Linked DNA regions of Sus scrofa: regions 1, 3 and 4 are each linked to region 2. The links are chromatin contacts, called in public targeted proximity ligation maps. All regions are on one chromosome and are shown on one strand. The core of a region is the stretch at or near the end of the contact, and the rest is flanking DNA. Distances in the headings are between cores, read along the strand shown. Region 1 has its middle 77 kb from the start of MTDH. Region 2 has its middle 72 kb from the start of TSPYL5. Region 3 overlaps CPQ (carboxypeptidase Q). Region 4 overlaps CPQ (carboxypeptidase Q).

Region 1 (5,071 bases), core at 356-2,855, 250 kb before region 2:
GGGAACGCCCATATGCCACAGGAATGGCAATTAAGAAAAAAAAAAAAAAAAAAAAAAAAAAAGGAGTTCCCGTTGTGTTGCAGTGGTTAGCGAATCCGACTAGGAACCATGAGGTTGCGAGTTCGAACCCTGGCCTTGCACAGTGGGTTAAGGATCCGGTGTTGCTGTGAGCTGTGGTGTAGGTCGCAGACATGGCTTGGATCCCGCATTGGTGTGGGTGTGGAGCAGGCCAGCGGCTACAGCTCCGATTGAACCCCTAGCCTGGGAACTTCCATATGCCGTGGGAGCGACCCAAGAAATGGCAAAAAGACCAAAAAAAAAAAAAAAAAAAAAAAAAAGGAAAAACAAGTGCTAATCATCTTAAAGGTCAACAATAAGAGAATGATTAAACAAAAGGCGGGGTGCCTATCTGATATACTATAGCATGCTGCCATAAAGTTTCTTCGGAAGCTCTTACTGAAGTGAAAATATCTGTGGTGTCCACGTGGCTTAATCTCACCCATGTAAGCAAACAACAAAACTTTTTGCAGCATAGTTCGTTGAATAATTTGTTCCCTCTCTGTAATTTTTCCTTCTCCCCATTTTTAATAAGAAGGCAGGTTCTGTCATTCTTGGCCTGGGAGATCTGAGCAGCAAGCTGAAACAGTCTGAAGTCAGTTGCCTTTCAAAACACATTTTTATGATCAGAAAGTGGCATAACTGTTATTAAAAAATACTATTGAACATCTCACTTTAAATATCAGGGGAAAAAAAATCAGGCAGTGCCATTTGGCAAGGTGGTGCATGCAGCTTCCTCCAAAGCGGCCCCCTCTTCTGCTGTTGCCAGGTGGCCCCAGATCAGCTGCTGCTGCTCTGTTTGCAGAGGACAGGAAGGCTGCGTGAGGCTTCTGAACCGTGGAGAAATGACGAGCTTCCCTGATGCTTTCACAGCGGTCTCTAAGCAGGGATTCAGCTTCTATTAAGGGCCACTTGGATCTTCTCTTCAACTATCATGGAAAAGAATAAAAAAAAGTGTCGGGAGTTCCCGTTGTGGCGCAGTGGTTAACAAATCCGACTAGGAACCATGAGGTTGCGGGTTCGGTCCCTGCCCTTGCTCATTGGGTTAAGGATCCTGCGTTGCCGTGAGCTGTGGTGTAGGTTGCAGACGCGGCTCGGATCCTGCATTGCTGTGGCTCTGGCATAGGCCGGTGGCTACAGCTCCGATTGGACCCCTAGCCTGGGAACCTCCATATGCCGAGAGAGTGGCCTAAGAAATGGCAAAAAGACAAAAAAAAAAAAAAAAAAAAAAAAAAAAGAGTGTATATATACATTTATATGTATAATCGTATCCCTTTGCCGTCAACCTGAAACTAGCATCATATTGTAAATCAACTACACTTCAATTAAAAAAAAAAAGGAAAATAATGTGAGAAAAAAGAATGTGTACATGTATGTGTAACTGGGTCACCATGCTGTACAATAGATAAAAAAATCATATGGGAAATAACTATTAAAAAAAAAAGGAAAAAAAGAGCGACTTTGAGGGTTTATTCTGTGTACATATAATGTTTTGGGAGAGCCAAGAATGACAAACGCTGTTATCATCCTTCTACCAACTGGAACGCTTGACTCACCACCACTTCCCTAAGTCTTTGTGCTACTTCTTGAATCATCCACATTGGCTCAGTACATGTTTAGGATGAAGTATATTTTGTTGTAATCCCATTCTTTGAACTTTGGTAATTCAGTTCGGGTCAGAGTCACTACTGATTAACTAGAACAGTGGTTTCCAAACTTTCTTTTCAACAGAGCAACAGCCCACTCTTCAAACCCAAGCTTATGTAACGTTTAATAGGTCAAGGAAAGAAAAGTTGGGTTGCTCTGATAAAGTGGATGGAGAGCCTCCAGGATCCCCAGCTCAGCCCTATCTTCTTTTCCTCCAAGTTACCTCCCCCCTCATCCAGGAGGACCCTCAGAACCCCCAAGTGCTCTGTGAGAACCACAGACAACCACAGAACCTCAATATTTTCATGAGAATGGGTTTTGTTCTAACTTAGCAGAGGAAGAGAGATCCTACAGCTTGTGGATGGTCTAAGCTTATTACACATTACATATTACTATGGCTTGTGGGGAGGCAGGGAGAGCGACAGGGGTATCTCTCTTAACTGGGAGAGATTTGGGGGTCCCCAGGCCCTTTCCCTCCCCTAAACCTCATCATGTATGCTTTTCTTTGGACTATGAACTCTGAGAGTGAGACAACACTGCTTTATGAAATGCAGTATAAAATTAAATGAAACCCCCATTTTTAATATAGTCCAGGGTCAACCGTACATTTGAAATATGAGAAAGAAAAATGCTCTAACAATGCTGGGTCAGAAAGCGTTTGAGTTTTAAGACTCGTTTGGCATGGCAAATTTCTTCACCTTCTCTCTCTCCCCCAGTTAAAGTCAGATTTGGGGGGTTCCTCCAAGCTCATTTGCTAGTCACGTGGCTCCAGTGGAGGGCAGGGGGAGGTGCTGGTGGAGAGCCTGACTTGGGTTCTGGTGCAGACAGAGTGGAGTCTGAATCCTGCCCCCTGGTTTAGTCACTGTGTGTTGGGGGGGGCGGCGGGGTGAGGCAGGTAAGCTGTAGGAGCTTCAGTTTCTCCCAATGAAGGGGAAGAGTAAAGGCACTCATTTCAGAGAATGATTTTGAGGACTGGCCGAGATGATGCTTTTAAATACCTGTCACAGTGGCTGGCACCTTGTAAGTACCCAGGAAGCATTTATTATTATTGTGATTTTTGTTTGTGAGCCTCTAAAACAAGGATTAAAAAATTTCATGGCTGCCCATTAGGATCACTAGGAGTACTTTAAAACTATAAATCACCTTTTTTTTTTTTTTTTTTTTCTTTTTTGGTCTTTTTAGGGCTGCACCTGTGGCATATGGAGGTACACAGGCTAGGAGTCGAATCAGAGCGTAGCCACTGGCCTACGCCACAGCCACAGCAACTAGGGATCCGAGCTGTGTCTGCGACCCACACCACAGCTCACGGCAACACCGGATTGTCAACCCACTGAGCGAGGCCAGGGATCAAACCTGCAACCTCATGGTTCCTAGTCAGATTCGTTAACCACTGCGCCACGACGGAAACGCCAAAAACTATAAATTACCAATAGCCCAGACCAATTCAGTCAAAACTTTTGGGCTGGGGCTGAAGCACGGCCTTGATAATTCTAGTGTTGACAACCACTGGGATAAAATATGCAGCTGTGAGTGAGAACACCTGATGTCAGGAGAGAGCAGGTGTGGGAGCAGGAAGAAGTCTTTGTGGACCCACGGGGGTACACTGCCTTCTCTGATCTGTCGTGTGTGTGTGTGTGTGTGTGTGTGTGTGTGTGTGTCTGTCTGTCTGTCTGTCTGTCTGTCTGTCTGTCTGTCTGTCTCCAGAGAGAGATTTCAGAGAGACGCTTGGACAGAACGGAACCGATCACCAGAACTTGAGTGTGCGCGGCCCTTTATCATTCTCAAAGTGTTTCCCCATCATGGACCTGTTCACTCCTTTCAGTAACCCTGCGAAGTACACAGGGCACGTGTTATGCCCAGTTGAAGAAAGGAGAATAGAATTACAAACAGGTCAGGTGATCTCAGTCCAACAGTCCCCAACACAGGCAGGAGGAATTCGGTTTTCGACGGTGGGTCAATAACAAATCTTAGTGCTGCTTTTGTGCCTGAGCACAAAAAGTTTGTGAATGGAAGACAAATATGTTACAGGGTAGATTTCAAACTACTTTTGTTGGATGTTCCAGGAAAAGCTGACCTGAGAAGACATGATGTTCTCAGTGTCTCATGGAATTTCTTAGAAGAACCTGTTCCAAAGTCAACTGTGGTCTGGAGAACAGCGACATGCTTACACACATACGGACCCACCCACTCCCCTCTGGGGACAAAAACCCAGAATTGGGTCCAGAGTACCTCCTACCAGAGTACTCTTAGGTCCTCCATGGCCCACCATTTCTTTGATACTCCGACCCTGTTCATTAGTCCGGCATAAACTAATTTCCTTACCCTGGGGGATCTGTTGCAACCTTAAATGCTTTAAGCAGACGTTGGGTTTACGGGAATTGCCTAACCAGGCACTGAATCTTGATTTGTGGTCTTACAATTGGTTTTGGAGTTGATCTGGATTCAAAGAAGTGAATGACCACAGAATCAGGATGTGGGTTGGTCCTAAAAACAAGGGTGGATGTTCATTCAGATAGAGCCTTCTGGGAACTAGCTGGTTTTGCACCATGAAAGAGACCATCACGGTGGTTTTTTTTTTTTTTTTTTGGTTTTATTTTGTTTTTAATGAGACTCGGTATAGTAATTTATTCAGAGATTTCAAGCTGCCTGTGAAATCCCCCTGGAGGTATGAAGGGAAACCATTTAAAATCATGTTTCAGTCAATGCTACTGACAGAAATATTGTCCAGAAACCCTCTGTGTTCCATCCTTAGGGATTTTTTTTTTTTTGTCTTTTTAGGGCTGCACCCATGGTATATGGAGGTTTCCGGGCTAGTGGCTGAATCAGAGCTGTAGCTGCCAGCCTACGCCATGGCCACAGCAACGCAGGATTCGAACTGTATCTGTGACTTACACCACAGCTCAATGCCGGGTCCTTAACCCACGGATCGAGGCCAGGGACTGAACCCGCATCCTCATGGATACTAGTCGGGTTCGTTAACCACGGATCCAGGACGGAACTCTGGGACTTTTTTTCTCATGAGGACCTCAGCCACAAAGTCAGAGAGAGATCAGGTTTATATCTTACTCTCTAGATACTAATGTAACTGTCCTCTCCGTTTTGATGAGCTGTCAGGAGAAAAGATGATGTCGCATGGATAAGCTGAGAGGTAGTGTGATGGTGAGTTTATGTCCCCTTGCCTTCCTTCTGCTCCTCCAGTGCTCCCTTCTTTCCTGCCATAGGGCCCTTGACAGTCCCTTCCCTCATAGCACGTATCACATTTGGTGGTTACTGCAAGGTTTATCTCTTCTAAGACAGTAACCTCTCTGAGCACAGAGATGAGGTTTCCGGAACTCATCACTGCATTCCCAGCAACTAGGGTTGTGCC
Region 2 (5,267 bases), core at 1,156-3,655:
GCCCAGGCCCGATTGGCGTGCTCAGGATGGAGCCTCATGGTGTCAGAGGGCCAGTGGCAGAGGGCTGCGGGCCTGTGGGTACAGGCAAAGGGCCCAGCTGATATGAAGCTTGGGGGCTCTTGCTCTAGTCTGTGGCATTTCCACAGCAACAGATGTGCAGGAGCTGAGGCCCAAGGGCACTTGGCACTGTCAAACTGCCTGCAGAGCCCCCGATGGGACCCTGGCACTCCTGGTTTCTTATGAGACCTCATGAGGTGCTCCGGAGACCTCATGGACTCAGAAGGATGGCTGGGGCCTGGCAATGTAGCGGGGGGCGGGGGGGCAGGGTGGGATCCAAGGCAGGCTTCTCTGGGATCCTGTGTCTTGCCTGCCTGGCATTGACTAGTCAAGGACCACTCTCTCAACCCCTCCATTTCCCTGGGGGCCGAATTGGCAAGATGGGGCACTTCTGGGTGAATGTGGTCCTTTCCGCCTTGACTCTGGCTCCTGTTGACAGGTGCCCACGGACACAGGATGCCTCCAAGTTCAAGGCACAGAGGACCCGAATTTGAGAACATGCTTTGACAAGGGGGCCATGCCAGGGGCACAGAAGCTCGCCCGCCCCCCACCCCACCGTCTCCTCTGCTCTGATAGTTTCCCTGCCATGGATCTGGTCTCCAGAGTTAGAGCACAAGCTCCAGGATGCAAGAGCTCTGGTTTCTTTGAGGAACCCCCACAATATCCAGGGAGGTTCTCCATACATTCTTGCAGGTTGACCAAGTTCTGAAGTGACTTGTCGTTTTGCCCCTTTTTCCTAGAAGGCAGCCTCGAAGTGACAGCGAGCTTCTGTCTCCTCAATGAGAAGGCTTCCCCAGGAGCATTTTTGTCTTGCCAACCTGACTATACAAACCCTAGGATAAGGGTTAAATAGTCAATGACACAAGTATGTAGCAGTTTAGGGATACACATATGTTTAAAATTACATTGCACATATTTTATTTTCATTTCTTTAAAACATTGGCTTTTACTACGGATACCTTGGGCAGCAGTGTCTTTCTCTCACCAGAACACATCTCTGGCTTTTTCTCCCCTCTCAACTGTTGGGTGCAGCTCTTCCGAATCTGAGGAAAATGGTCAGGAACCTCCCCATTGTTTTTATGATGATATTTCAAGCAGATCACTTATGCTGCATCCTGAGGGCTCTTTAGCTAGCTTGTTCCCAACATCTAATGCAACTGGGAGGCCACCACCTCAGCAATCGTCACAAATTGGTATTATATTCTTTGCCTTCTTTTAACATTTTTTTTTTCCAAAGGGCCATACCCACAGCATGTGGAGGTTCCCAGACTAGGCGTTGAATCAGAGCTACAGCTGTCAGCCTACACCACAGCTCACAGCAACAGTGGATCCTCAACCCACTGAGCGAGGCCAGGGATGGAACCCACACCTTCATGGATCCTGGTCAAGCTCGTTAACCACTGAGCCATGAAGGGAACTCCCTTTTAACCTTTTTTTAAATTAAAAAAATTTTTATAGCCGCACTTGTGGCAATATGGAAGTTCCTGGGTCAGGGGTTGAACCCGAGCCACAGCTGTGACCTATGCCACAGCCTTGGCAATGCCAGCTCCTTAGCCCAATGCCCAGGGCCAGGGATGGAACACTTGCCTCCACAGTGACCTGAGCTGCTGCCTTTGGAGCCCTAACTCACTGTGCCACAGAAGGGACTCCCCTTTGCCTTCTAAATTTTTCGCCAAATTTATATGGTCATCTCTATAAACATCTCTATAACTAGCATCTCTATAAGCTAACATCCACAGAGGTCATGTTAGCTTAATATGCTTTCCCTAAACAGGCCTTCATTGGTCCAGATAAAGTTTTAGAGAAGAGACTTTTTACTCTGAGAAATGAGACTTTGTATAGGCTCAGATAAAATCAACTTTCCTCTCCTTCCCCCGCCTTTTAAAGGTAATTTTTATGGCAAGAAAGAACTCAGCTAATCTCAGGGCTTACATAGTATTTCAAGTTTAAGAATGAGGGAGATTTTTACTCCTCCCTTCTCAAGGTTGAAGTGCCTCTTCTTCCAGGAAGCCCCTCTGGCCAGCTGAACTGGCTGCTCCTGCTCTATTCCGTGGAACCTGCCCTTTGCCCCATCGCAGCATTCCTCGTCCTGCCACTGATGTCAAAGGGCAGTGCCCACCCACTGGTACTGGCCCTGGCATCTGTTCCCTTGGCAGTGGCTTCCCTCTGCCCAAGAACAACTTTGCCCGGGTCAAACCAACTGTAATCATCACCCTTTACAACAAAGGGCTGGGCCCTCTAGAGGAAGCTCGGTCTCCATCCCTGCGGATTTCACCTGGCCCTTTACGGCTCAGAGCAGCTCCAGGCTTTTGTCGGAGGAGCTGCTGGCAGCGCCCCCGTGTGGTACTCGGTTACTGCCTGACTCAGATGGACGCTTTGGGCTCAGGTCCTGAAACAAATATCCACCACATCCTGGACACTTGACCTCTGAAGCCATTTGGATTTCACAACGTCACTCTTGAAAAATGAAGTGACATAGCTCCTGTCTGACTTGGCTGCTTGTCACACCCTATGCCCTTGTATTCTTGCCGCCACTCAGGGCTTTTGGAGACATCCTCGCAATTCCCCCACGTCCCATCCGTTTGCATATTCTTCCAGCAGAGGACACTACATATCCAGGCTGCTCAAAACCCGGGGCTGCGACTGGGGTCAATGCGTGGCATGAGGTGGTTGGTTGTATCCAGGATTTTAGCGGCAGGGCTTTTCTGTCTTCTATCCCCTGCGAAAGCCCATTTGTCAACGATGTTTCTGGCACTCGCTAATAGAGTTCTGTGATCTTGTTCATCTTTGGGGCTCAGCTGCCTTAGGTGCAGTCATGGTGGGGGGAAGCCCTCTCAGTCCTCAGACACAGGTGAGGAAAGCTGTGTTTTCTGAGGATGTTGTTGCTCGGTGGCTATGCTCTCAGCTAACGGCAAACGCACGACAAGTTCACCGCAAGGAGGAATCCCCTGCCTTGGAAGAGATGCATCGTTTTGTGAAGCAGATAAAACCACTGTTGGAGAATTGCTGGCGTCACATGCAGAGCCATTGACAGATGTTTGGCGGGTTAGGACAGTTAACAGGCAGAGAAGAGAAGCTAAGCAAGAAGAGGTTATGGAAAGTGGTTTAAAAGAGAAGAACATGAAAGGAATAAGAAAGACCTTTGGGGAACAGTGACGAAGGCCTCAGATATCCACACAGGGCTTCTGCAATGGTCTTCATCATGACTGCATTGCAATTCAGATGAGGATGCTTTCGTGTTATGTGACCATGACATCAGAGATTGATCACCTCTGATGGCCAGACTCAGTGCTTGTTCTTGGCCTCAACTTGACCACAAGCAGGACTTCAGGATGGAAGATGCTTCTCTGTGGGCATCCCCACTGATGGCTCCTACCCTTTATGTCCTTCCTGGGCTTCTCTGATGTGTTGGTTCTGCTGCTGCTCTTCCAACAGGCACAAGTAGCCCGGAAGTGCCAGGAGCATCAGTGACCCCGGGGAAAACGCATGAGCCATCAGAGCAGGGAGCTGGTGAGAAGGACACTTGTGGTCAGTGGCCAGGTGGACGACTCTGCCCTCCTTGGAGGGTCACTGGTGAGACAATGCCCTTCTTTGCCACCAGGAGTGACCTTGACAATGCATACGCTATGTCACCTTCCTTCTTCTCTTCCACTCTGTTTCCCTCAGCTGTGACCCTGGGATCTCCCTTGGACTCAAGGGGCAGCACAAGAGTCCCTGACTCAATTTATCAGGAAGAGCCTTTCCAACCCTCCTTTTAGCCTGTGTTCCAAGAATTAGCTCAACGGTTTCATTATAACCTAGTCTTAAATATACAATAAAATAAAATTCTATAATTTTTAGTTTAATTTTTCAAGATAGAACTCCAACTGATCCTTCTTTTTCTATTCATTATAACGCTTCATTAGGTTTTAAGTGAATTTACATTAAGTGGCCTTTTCCCATCAATTATCTGATGAACCTTAGATACATCCCTTTCCCCACCCCAGAATTCTATAATTGATTTTTCCCCATGTATGGTGTATGTCTTTTTCCATGCCTCATATATTCTTCTAAAATATACATTCCACCATATGGCGGTGTTACCATTTATATACTCAGTCCTTACTGTATCTTGAAGTTATTTCATTTTCTAAAAATATCATAAATAACCGTGAAGAGAATAAACTCAATGTATAAAAGTTGGACAGGTTTTCTGTGCCTCGGTTTCTATGGGGACCAGAATAGCACCCGCCTCAAAGAGCTGTTGTGAAGATTAAATACATTATCACTTAAAAAGTGCTCAGAACATGCCTTACGCATCCATACTCAGTGATCTATAAAGCTTGGCAATGATGAATGATGATGCAGTGGTGAGGTAAAGTTGAAGACTCCTGGTTTAGTGAATGGCATGGTCTACCTAGTTACTCAATCCAGTCAATTCTCCAAACTGGTGAATTCTTTCAATTTTATCGACTTTCTCCATCCTACTGTCATTACTCTATTCAGGCCACACACCCCCACCCCCGCCTGTAGCCCTGGTCCCCAGGGGTCTCCTTGTCTTGAGTTTTGCCCCTTCCAATCCATCCTTGTCCTGTGCCCCAAGTGCTCTTTTCAAGACAAAGCTCTGCAGGGTTGAACCGCTTTCTTTCCTACTAGCATTGGTTGAGGGTACCTGTTTCCAAAAAATCCCTTATATTGTCTGTAATTCTTTTTAAAACATTTTTTTTTTCTTTTTAGGGCCACACCCGTGGCATATCGAGGTTCCCAGGCTAGGAGTCAAGTCGGAGCTATAGCCGCCGGCCTACACCACAGCCACAGCAACATCAGATCCGACCCGCATCTGAGACCTACACCACAGCTCATGGCAACGCCGGATCCTTAACCCACTGAGCAAGGCCAGGGATTGAACCCAAAACCTCATGGTTCCTCGTCGGATCCATTTCCACTGCACCACAATGGGAACTCCTAAAACATTTTTAAAAATGTATGCTTTTATATTTCATTTCCTTCTAAAGGCTGGATGTTAAAAAATGAATGCTGGCCATTTTTATTACTGCCTTTGATGCTTGTTCATCTCCTTTGCTCTAAAAGGTCTTTAATAGTATAACACAGTAAACGTGATCTGTGTGGAGGAGCTCAGCTTTGGAGCTGGGCAGCATTTGTCCTGGCTGGCATTGGTGCTGGGCCTGGAGCCGTACAGAAAGACCCCTTTTATGGTTGTCTCTGATGGT
Region 3 (5,142 bases), core at 1,739-4,238, 200 kb after region 2:
GAACATGTCTGAATAAAAAATGAGAAATCCTCCTCTAAAGATCATGAAAGGGAGCCACAAATGCCTCCTGACTATAAACCTACTTGTAGAAGTAAGAAAAAAAGGGGGAAAAGCAAGCAAATTCTTAGTTTCCAATTCTTCCACTGTTCTATGTATTTGCATCTCTAGATACAATCATAAAAAGTCCAGGCCAAATTCTGTTCATAAAAAAAAGGCAAACAACCATTGACACATTAAAATTCAAATTAGGAAAAATAAAATTTAATGCTGGGGAAAACATGTTTTTCCTAAGACTTGAAACAAGCTGATTTATTGTTCCAGAAGCAGACATATTATTTCCTCAAATATTGAGGTGATTTCAACAGAACACCTTTCCCAGGGCTTAAGTCACCCTCCTTGTGTTCACAAAATAACTGTAGAGGAATGGCATCCAAAATGGGAGCAGGAAAGAGTTTGCGGAATGTTTTAAGATAAAAAAAAAAAAATTCCTTCTGGAAGTAAATAAATCCTCCCAAATTCTGATGTTATTGGCGGTCATAGAAAAACCTGGCAGAGAGAGCTTGTAGCAAACATTCCCAATAGTACTACATTCATCTTAATAAAATAGGCTCAGCTGATGCAGCTATGCAGTTATATGTTGGGTAAAGTTTGCACTTGGGTGGGTGTAAATGCTCTTCAGGGAATAATATAAGAATAACCTCTACCATGACAGGTAAGGAACCATTCTATGGTTCTATTTGTCCATGTTCCAGCCAATGCAAGATTCCAAAGACAGGCTCAAAAATCTAGAGTGAACATAAATCCAAGGCCAGTTGTACTCAGTTCCATGAAGTGTACTCAGCAAGGATTCCTCGATGCTTCTTCAGTTCTGGGGACACCAGTAACGCCCCCGAGTAACGTTTCCCAAAGCACACTCCACAGAGAAGACATGCCCACCACATGTTTTTTTTTTTTTGATGAATAAAGAAATGGGAGTTTCCCAAACTTATGTGACTGCAGGGGAAGGTCCTTTCTAACGGGATCTCCTTTCCAGATCTGGACCAGTCCTAGTTGGCTTCAGGCTCCAGCAACCTCTAGCTCTACCGTTTAGGTGTTCATTTTTTAGAAGCTTTTCCTTTCCCTCACCCAGTTATTCTGGGTTAGACCTCCTGAGACATTTCCAAGGGAGGCTTGACCAGGGCCTGGGAGAAGAAAATACTCTTCCTGGATAAACCCCCACCTCCAAGAGGGAACCCACTGTATTAGAAATGCCTACAGAAAGCTCTAACTACACCAAAGACTAACTACACCATGGCTTCAGCTGTGTCCCCTGATTACTTCTGGGCCTGGAGGGCTTGGTGACTCCTGTGTGATTCTTCCTACTTACCTCTGCTTATCGTTCCTATTAACAGAGTGTTAATGGCGATGGCAACAGCAAGAATCTCTTTTTTGTCTTTCAGGGTTTTTTTTTTTTTTTTTCTATTTACCAAAGTAACATGTTTGTTACACAAAAATCGAATGTTATATAAGTATATCCAGTAAAAAGAGTATCTCCTGCCATTCTGCAAATGCTCCATTCCCCCCAAAATCCCAAGCCTGTTTCTGTCAACTGTTTCCTCCTCATTTTTAATGACGTGCAAGACAGGAAGCGCTATACTCTGCTGGGAATTCTTCACTGCGCCCCCTTTCCATCAAGGATTTCTATTTATCTTTATAAAAGAAAGCTCAAAGATCACCTTCACGAAGGTGCCCTGACTCAGCCAAGCCTCACCGCTCCCTTCCTTCATGAGCTGCCCAAAGTAATCTGCACACACTTCAATTAAAGAGCTGATAACAATTTCACTGCAATTTTTGAATTAAACATCTCTCCCACTTCAAAGACTTCAAGGACTATGTCTCCTTCCTCTTTGTTACAAAGTACCTGGCACACTTGACATGCAATCAGTACACAGTTAATATTTGTTGAGTGAACAAGTGAAGAAATATATAAATAAAATATTTTTCTAACACGTAGATTTTCAAGCTTTATAAAAATTACAGTCAAGATGCTTATATTTAATGCTTCTCTAAAAAGATGTTTCACATATATCTCACATTGCAACGACCATGTAGTACTGCTAATTCTAATTTTTGCCCCTTGTGTAGGCTTGAAAACTTAAAATTCCAACTTCACAGAAAATGGTAAAGTTGGAAGAATTTTGGGATGGATGGTGGTTTATTATTTATGTGCCAAATGCACATTTTGAAGCATAACATCTTTGGCCATAGGCTTTGTCCACTGACACCAGAACATTCCATGAAATGACATTTCAAATAAACAGTTTCATGTCCAGTAAACCACAAACACAAAAAAGCATTCAACAGCATTTCACAGCAAATAGCCTTCTGTTGACAGTTACTTAGGAATGACTGATTTTATTTGCAAAGCACAGATACCTCTTCTGTTAGATTAACTGAATATGGTTTTAGCTGATGGCTTGGGCAAAAGAGTGAATCTACAATGAGTAGTGAAAGAAGTGAACAAAGGGGAAGAGACGTGAAGGATGACTCTTAGAACAATATTCCTAAATATCAGAAAGTCCCACTGGACCAACACTTCAAATTAACAAGCCCCACTGAGGGACTTTGACATGCATTCTGCATGACATATTGTCCAAGGAACAGCAGCCAAAAGGAGTCTCACTTTTCTTGGAAAAATAGATTGCCATAGAGAGTTCATATGTCACCAACCAAATAGTTTGGGCTCAATGTAATTAAGTAATATAATTATGAACCCATTTTGTGGCCTCTAGCCCAAAGTCCTATTTCTTACTCAAGTATGTCAGAAGTTTCATCTAGAATGCATATGTCTATGTCAGATCTAGTTTTTCATATTAAAACACATGGACAATCTACAAAAAGAACTTGACAATCTAATTCTAATTTTAAAATTAAAGAGTAAGACTTAGTGAGTGCAATCGCAGGATATGAGGTATCTCGTGGGTTCTGTGCATTCAGCGTAAGTAGGAAGTGGAAGCAGGAAGTGTGCACTTAGCGAGTAGGAAGTGGAAGCAGGAAGTGACCAGGAGAAATTCAGACTCTTACAAATTTAGTATGAAAGTGGAAAACAAGTGAAGGAGGTCAGTGGATTTCCATCATACAAGGGGTGGTGACTTAAATAATAAAGGGAAAGGATATATAGGGATATCATAGCAGCTGGCCCTGGAGTTATATCAGTACAACTAATACATTGAGTTAGAAGGCAAAGCAATCACTAAGTGGGTGGGAGTTAAAAATATAGATGTATTATATATATAATATATATTATATACACACATTTCATATATATACATACATATATAATACATATAATCCTCTCCTACATAAAAAATATGGTACTGTCAGAGTCATGCTTAGTAAATGACAAAAGTTAAAATTTATGGAGTATTAGGATTGGGTTAGGCACTGTTTTAATTATTAAGGGAATTGATTATTTAATTTTCAAATCAACATTATGAGATAGGAACTATTATTACCTCCAATTCACAGATGAGAAAACAGCCACAAAAAGGCAAAGTAACCTGCTTAAGACCACCTGCTACTAAATTGCAGAGCTGGGATTTGAACCCAGACAGTCTGGTTTCAGAGGTTTTGTTTTGCTTTTTTTTTTTTTTACAGTATGCCATGCTGCCTCTTAACACCTACTCAAAAGAAATATTCCTCTTTATTTTAGAGTTTTATTCATGTTTATATAGCTTTTCAGAACGCTATCGGAGAGTTAAGCCCTGAATTGATGGAGACAGATTACTAGCTATCAAAAGCAACTGAAGTCAATGTACTTTCAGAGCTGGAAAAAGATACTCAATTCACCTTTGCATGCTGTTTGACATTTACTCATGCAATTGAATTCAACTCAATTAACAGTGATTTAGGGTCCCATGCTGAGTACTAAAGAAGTAAGATTCCAAGCCTAGAGAGGCACAATTTTTATTCCAATCTAGAGTGGATAAAATACTCTGGAAGCTAGCAGTTGAACAGAAATGGAGAAAACAAAGTCCAGGGAGTTCAAATGACCTTCCAGGGGCCAAAAAAGTAATTTGTGGCATAGAATGACCTAAAAATCCCACTGAGATGGGTCCAGCTCTCCTTTTACACTACCACTCTGCCTGCAGTCAAGCTGGTGGGAACCCATTAAAATAAAATTAACTTTCAAATAAATATCTGTGTCCTAGGAAGAGGAAAATGGTACCTGCCTGCTTCATCTCTAGGGCCCACTTCATTCTGGAATGAAGTTATGACAGAGAGAACAGATAGCCACAGGAATACTTTTTTTAAAGGGAGAGGAGGAAAGAATTCACATACAGAGTCTCCCAGATCTTCCCTGAAGGACTGAGTGTTTTTCGGTTTTATTTGGTGGACAATGGCTCTCGTGCAAACCTTACCCAATTCTACAAGCAGACTTGTTATCATGCCTTTAGTAATAACTATGTGTGTAGGTACATATGTACGTCTCCAACTATATTCTCAGTCTAAGGGCCTGAAGAACAGAGGACATGCTTCTGTACACCCAGCTTTTAAAAGCGCTTTCAAATAGTAGCTGTTCAGTATGGTACTGATGCTAAACTTGCAAGGATAGACAAGGTAAGGCTTCCCATTAGTTTGTCTTATTTTCTTACAAAGTGACCCTAAATTCAGGTTTCTCCGAGATTTTTCTTAGTTTGCTTTTGTGGGGCAATTTTACATGCTACCCTCTCCACCCACCACCTGCCAGGGGACATTCGGTAATGTCTGGAGACATTTTTGGTTGTCACAACCGGGAGGGGGCGGGGGAATGGTGCTCCTGGCATCTAGTAGGTACAGGTCATGGATGCTGCTAAACAGCTTCCAATGCAAGGGACAGATTTCACAACAAAGGATTATCTGGCCCAAATGTCAAGTAATGCCAAAGCTGAGAGACACTGGCCTATTTAGAAGTTAAAAAAAAAAAAATGCATAACCACCTTTCCATTTCTCCATGTTTAAAACACTAGCGGAGTTCCTGTCGTGGCGCAGTGGTTGATGAATCCGACTAGGAACCACGAGGTTGTGGGTTTGATCCCTGGCCTTGCTCAGTGGGTTAAGGATCTGGCGTTGCCGCAAGCTGTGGTGTAGGTCGCAGACTTGGCTCGGATCCTGTGTTGCCGT
Region 4 (5,067 bases), core at 658-3,157, 230 kb after region 2:
AGGATTCAAAGAAATGGAAAGATATTCCATGCTCCTGGATTGGATGAATATAGTTAAAATGGCCATACTACCCAAAGCAATCTACAGAGTCAATGCAATCCCTATCAAATTACCCATGACTTTTTTCACAGAACTGGAACAAAAAATCCAAAAATCTATATGGAACCATAAAAGACCCAGAATTGCCAAAATAATCCTGAGGAGGAAAAATGTAGGAAGCATAATTCTCCCTGACTTTGGATAATATTATAAAGTTACAGTCATCAAGACTACTGGTACTGGTACCAAAACAGACATACAGACCAATGGAACAGAACAGAGAACCTAGAAATAAATCCAGACACCTATGGCCAATTAAGCTTCAACAAAGAAGGCAAGAATATAAAATGGGAAAAAGATACTCTCTTCAGCAAGTGGTGCAGGCAAAACTGGACAGCTGCATGTAAATCAGTGAAAATAAAACACACCCTCACACCATACACAAAAATAAACTCAATATGGCTTAAAGACTTAAACATAAGACAAGACACCATAAAACTCCTAGAGGAGAACATAGACAAAACATTCTCTGACATCATCCCCCATACAAATGCTTCCTTAGGTCAATCTCCCAAGGCAACAGAAATAAAAACAAAAATAAACAAATGGGACCTACTCAAACTTACACACTTTTGCACAGCAAAGGAAACCATAAAAAAACACAAAAAGACAACCTACGGTATGAGATAAAATACTTTCAAATGATGCACAGACAAGGGCTTAATCTCTGAAATATACAAACAACTTACACAACTCAACAACAAAAAAAACCAACAACCCAATTGAAAAATGGGCAAAAGACCTGAATAGACATTTCTCCAAAGAAGGCATACTGATGGCCAACAGACACATGACACATGAAAAAATGCTCAACATCACTAATTATTAGAGAAATGCAAATCAAAACTACTATGAGGTACCACCTCACACAGGTCAAAATGGCCATCATTAACAAATCAACAAATAAAAAGTGCTGGAGAGGGTGTGGAGAAAAGGGTACGCTCCATGACTGCTGGTGGGAATGTAAATTGGTACAACTAGTGTGGAACACAGTATGGAGGTACCTCAGAAAACTAAATATAGAACTACCATATGATCCAGCAATCCCACTCCTGGGCATATACCCAGATAAAACTTTCACTGAAAAAGATACATGCACCCCTATGTTCTAGCAGCACTATTCACAGTAGCCAAGACATGGAAACAACCTAAATGTCCATCAATGGATGAATGGATTAAGAAGATGTGGTATATATACACAATGGAATACTACTTAGCCATAAAAAACAAAATGCCATTTGCAGCAACATGGATGGAACCAGAGACTCTCATACTAAGTGAAGTAAGTCAGAAAGAGAAAGAAATATACCATATAATATCACATATCTGGAATCTAATACATGGCACAAATGAACTTATCTTCAGAAAGGAAACAAACTCATAGACTTTGAGAACAGACTTGTGGTTGCCAAGGGGGAGAGAGAGGGGGAGGGAGTTGGATGGACAGGGAGTTTGGGCTTAATAAACGCCAAATATTGAATTGGAGTGGATAAAAATGAGATCCTGCTGTATAGCACAGGGAACTAAGCCACTTGTGATAGAATATGATGGAGGATAGTGAGAAAAAGAATGTGTGTGTGTGTGTGTGTGTGTGTGTGTGTATACACATAAAATATATAGTTAGGTCACTTTGTTGTACAGCAGAAATTGGCAGAACATTATAAATTAAGTATGATAAAAAAATTTTTTTAAAGTTTCCCATTCCTGACTCATTGTACTTCTAATGGGGAGAGGACAGAAGCCTGCCTTCCATCCCCATCCCTGGGCTGAGAAACACACTATTGTTGTGGTCTGTGCACATGAATCAGAAGAAGAATTTCTTCACCCAAAGCAGGGTGAAGAGAAAGAAGAGTTTCTTGAGCTAAGAGATGCTGCTTGTGCAGGAGGATGACTTTCTGATGGGAAGGGAGAGCAGACCCAGGGCATGTGGTCCTGTCTGTTTTTATAGCCCAGGAGAGACGAGAGGTCTTATGATACATCTGCTGACCTCCTGATTGGCTGGGAAAAGATAGGCTCTTCCTATCCACTTGCTGGTTAGTTGGGGGTGTACATTGCCCCTATAGGGGAGGACTGAGGAGTGGGCCACATACTTTTCCTAGTAGGGGGCAAGAAGAGGAGGCCAGGTTGCCAAGGTTGGGGAAGGGACATTACAATGCTTGGTCAGAGGCTTTGAATTTCATCTCCTTGAAGAGGCCTTGAGGCCCCACAACTACCTCTCTTAGTGGCATTTACTTCCTTCACATGTGTTCTCCCAAGACTTGAAATATGGTAGAGAATCAACAAATCTACAGTTGATTTGTTTTTATTTAGTAACAAAACTTGACTCAGAATCAAGCTAGTTCAGTTCCTTAAGATATTCATTTTTGTGATCATAACACAATAAAAACAAATTTCCAATTAATTCCTTTGACTTTTACAATTTAGTCACATAAACCCATGAAAGACATTTACTCTCAGAGTTCCCTGGTGGTCTAGTGGTTAAAGATTTGGTGTTTTCATTGCTGTGGCTCGGGTTGGTGCTTTGGCTCGGGTTCAGTCTCTGACCCAGGAACCTCCGCATGTTTATTCTCTACTAAATATGATGTAACTCCCTTTCTCTCAAATGATGAGTATAAACAACCAACACATTAAAAAAAGATTAACCTTCTGAACTCTTTGAAGGTCAGAACCATAGAGAGCTATAGGTAAGAAATTAGGACCAGAAATAAAATCACATCTCAAAGTAAATCATGAGACTTTAACATGGCACAGCAAATTCACATCTTCATGAGCCTCCTCTGTTCCAAACATGTGGCAATTAGAGATGAAATATAAACAGGGAGAACCAAAAGGTTGTAATTTGGCTCCAAAAAACCAGATAAACATCCCTGTGGACTAGAAATGGATTAGAATCACAAGGCAATGAGTAGATCTGAAGCCAGGGCTGCAGGGCGCCAGATGAGGAAGCCAGCCATGATTGCTGGGCACTCTGTTCCTATACGGAGACAGAATTTAAAGTTCAGAATTTAAAATTCACTTCACTGGAGATAGGAGAATCTAAGCCAGACTAACTGTATGAAAGCGAGCAAGAGGGTGGAGCTCAAGAGAGGTGGCTGGAAACAAAAGGAACATGCCAGGAGGTAAAGCTTTATGAAACATTTGAGCCTGTGCAGGAGAACTGGACAAAGACACGAATCTGAACGAGGCACTGAATCAAGCCTCCCACTAGCTTCGTTAACAGAATACACGATCCTCGTTATCACCATTAGCAAGGGTGGCTGATACAGTAAAACCTAGTTCTGGGCTGGCAATGTCACGGGGCAGGTGAAAGCAATCAAAACCTCGGAATGGGGGTGGGCAGGAAGAAAGAAATGAACCCAGAGGGAGAGAAGGCAATACAAACAATAATACAAGCTGAATTTATTTTCTTTTATTTCATTTCAGTTCAGTTCAGTTTTTTTAGGGCATGGCACATGGAGGTTCCCAGGCTAGGAGTCAAATCAGAGCCATAGCTGCTGGCCACAGCCACAGCCATAGCAATTTGGGATATGAGCCATGTCTGCAACCTACACCACAGCTCACAGCAATGCTCGATCCTTAACCCACTGAGCAGGGCCAGGGATCGAACCTGCATCCTCATGGATACTAGTTGGGTTCATTACTGCTGAGCCACAAGAGGAACTCCCCAAGCTGAATTTTAAAACTTCCTACTCAGAATGAGTCAGCAAACCCAAGTTCCAAAATACTTGGAGGAATATAGTGCTAAAAATGTCCATGAAATCAACAACTGAAATAAAATCTCCATTGCAGATTGAATTAATTTATGGAAAGACTGTATAACAATTTTTAAAAATTATACTTAGGTGCCCAAAGGACTAATTTTCTAGAAAAAGAAAAATCACCAAAATTGACTCAAGAAGAAGTAGAAAACCTGGAAATATCAATAAGCCTTAGGAAATCCAATCAAAAAATCAAAGTACTCTCCTTCTCTCTCACACACACCAAGCCACCAGACTCCAGAGGTTTTATAAGTGAGTTTCACCCAATTAAAACGAATAGAACATCCTCAAATGTAGCCAAATGATTTATCAAGCTTTTTCACTGATAACCAAAACCAGGACAGTAAAATAAATTTAGACCAAATTTTTTTGTGAATACAATCCAAAATTATTAAACAAATTATTAAACATGGTTCAAAACTTCCTCCTTTTTTTGTCTTTTATTTTAAACTTCCTCATCCAATTAAAATTTTTATTTTATTTTATTTTATTTTATTTTTTTGTCTCTCTGGGGCTGCACTCGCGGCATATGGAGGTTCCCAGGCTAGGGGTCGAATCAGAGCTGTAGCCGCCAGCCTACTCCAGAGACACAGCAATGCGGGATCTGAGCCACGTCTTTGACCTACACCACGGCTCACGGCAACACCAGATCCTTAACCCACTGAGCGAGGCCAGGGATCAAACCCACAACCTCATGGTTCCTAGTCGGATTTGTTAACCTCTGAGCCATGATGGGAACTCCCCTCCTCCAATTTTAATAGGTAAAATGAGAAAATAGACTATAAAGCTTTGGTCCAAAATGTGAAATAGATAAGTTGGTGATTCTCTAAGAAAAAATAAAATCCATACTAATTCTGTTTATACACATGGAAGGTTCTGTAGATTTGTTCACACAGATATGGCATCTGGAATGGTCAATTCCAGGTTGTTGCCTAAAGATTAAAGAATTATGCTGAGCAGAAAATGAGCACACTAATTCATTTACTCCTGCTTCACTACCCACATCTGTAAAGCCTAGTAGCACGGTCCCCTAGCACCACAGTTTACTTATCTTTATTTTATATATACACTATTTTAGTTCGTGAAATATTCAACAATGTAAAAATACCCTAGAGCAACAATAACCAAACAGAAATACAGGACTGTGTTCCATTCTGCCTTCTGTACCAGATAGGAGCCCTGAAGCACTAAGGGTCTGCCCTGCCCGATG

Evidence for each region.
Region 1: a contact with region 2 is called in a targeted proximity ligation map of alveolar macrophages. A contact is called at or near these places in 1 of 5 promoter capture datasets (liver), 13 of 47 Hi-C or Micro-C datasets (alveolar macrophages, brain, embryonic fibroblasts and 10 more) and 1 of 2 datasets of targeted methods (alveolar macrophages).
Region 3: a targeted proximity ligation map of alveolar macrophages shows a contact between it and region 2. A contact is called at or near these places in 1 of 47 Hi-C or Micro-C datasets (liver) and 1 of 2 datasets of targeted methods (alveolar macrophages).
Region 4: a targeted proximity ligation map of alveolar macrophages shows a contact between it and region 2. A contact is called at or near these places in 1 of 47 Hi-C or Micro-C datasets (embryonic fibroblasts) and 1 of 2 datasets of targeted methods (alveolar macrophages).

The regions. Positions count from the first base shown.
Region 1 is chr4:39,187,741-39,192,811 of Sscrofa11.1, forward strand. No RefSeq gene overlaps it. Among named protein-coding and RNA genes, the nearest start is that of MTDH, 77 kb to the left of the region's middle.
Region 2 is chr4:39,432,351-39,437,617 of Sscrofa11.1, forward strand. No RefSeq gene overlaps it. Among named protein-coding and RNA genes, the nearest start is that of TSPYL5, 72 kb to the left of the region's middle.
Region 3 is chr4:39,636,668-39,641,809 of Sscrofa11.1, forward strand. The region is part of intron 4 of CPQ (carboxypeptidase Q); the gene reads right to left. Among named protein-coding and RNA genes, the nearest start is that of CPQ, 220 kb to the right of the region's middle.
Region 4 is chr4:39,660,289-39,665,355 of Sscrofa11.1, forward strand. All of the region lies in intron 3 of CPQ (carboxypeptidase Q), which reads right to left. Among named protein-coding and RNA genes, the nearest start is that of CPQ, 190 kb to the right of the region's middle.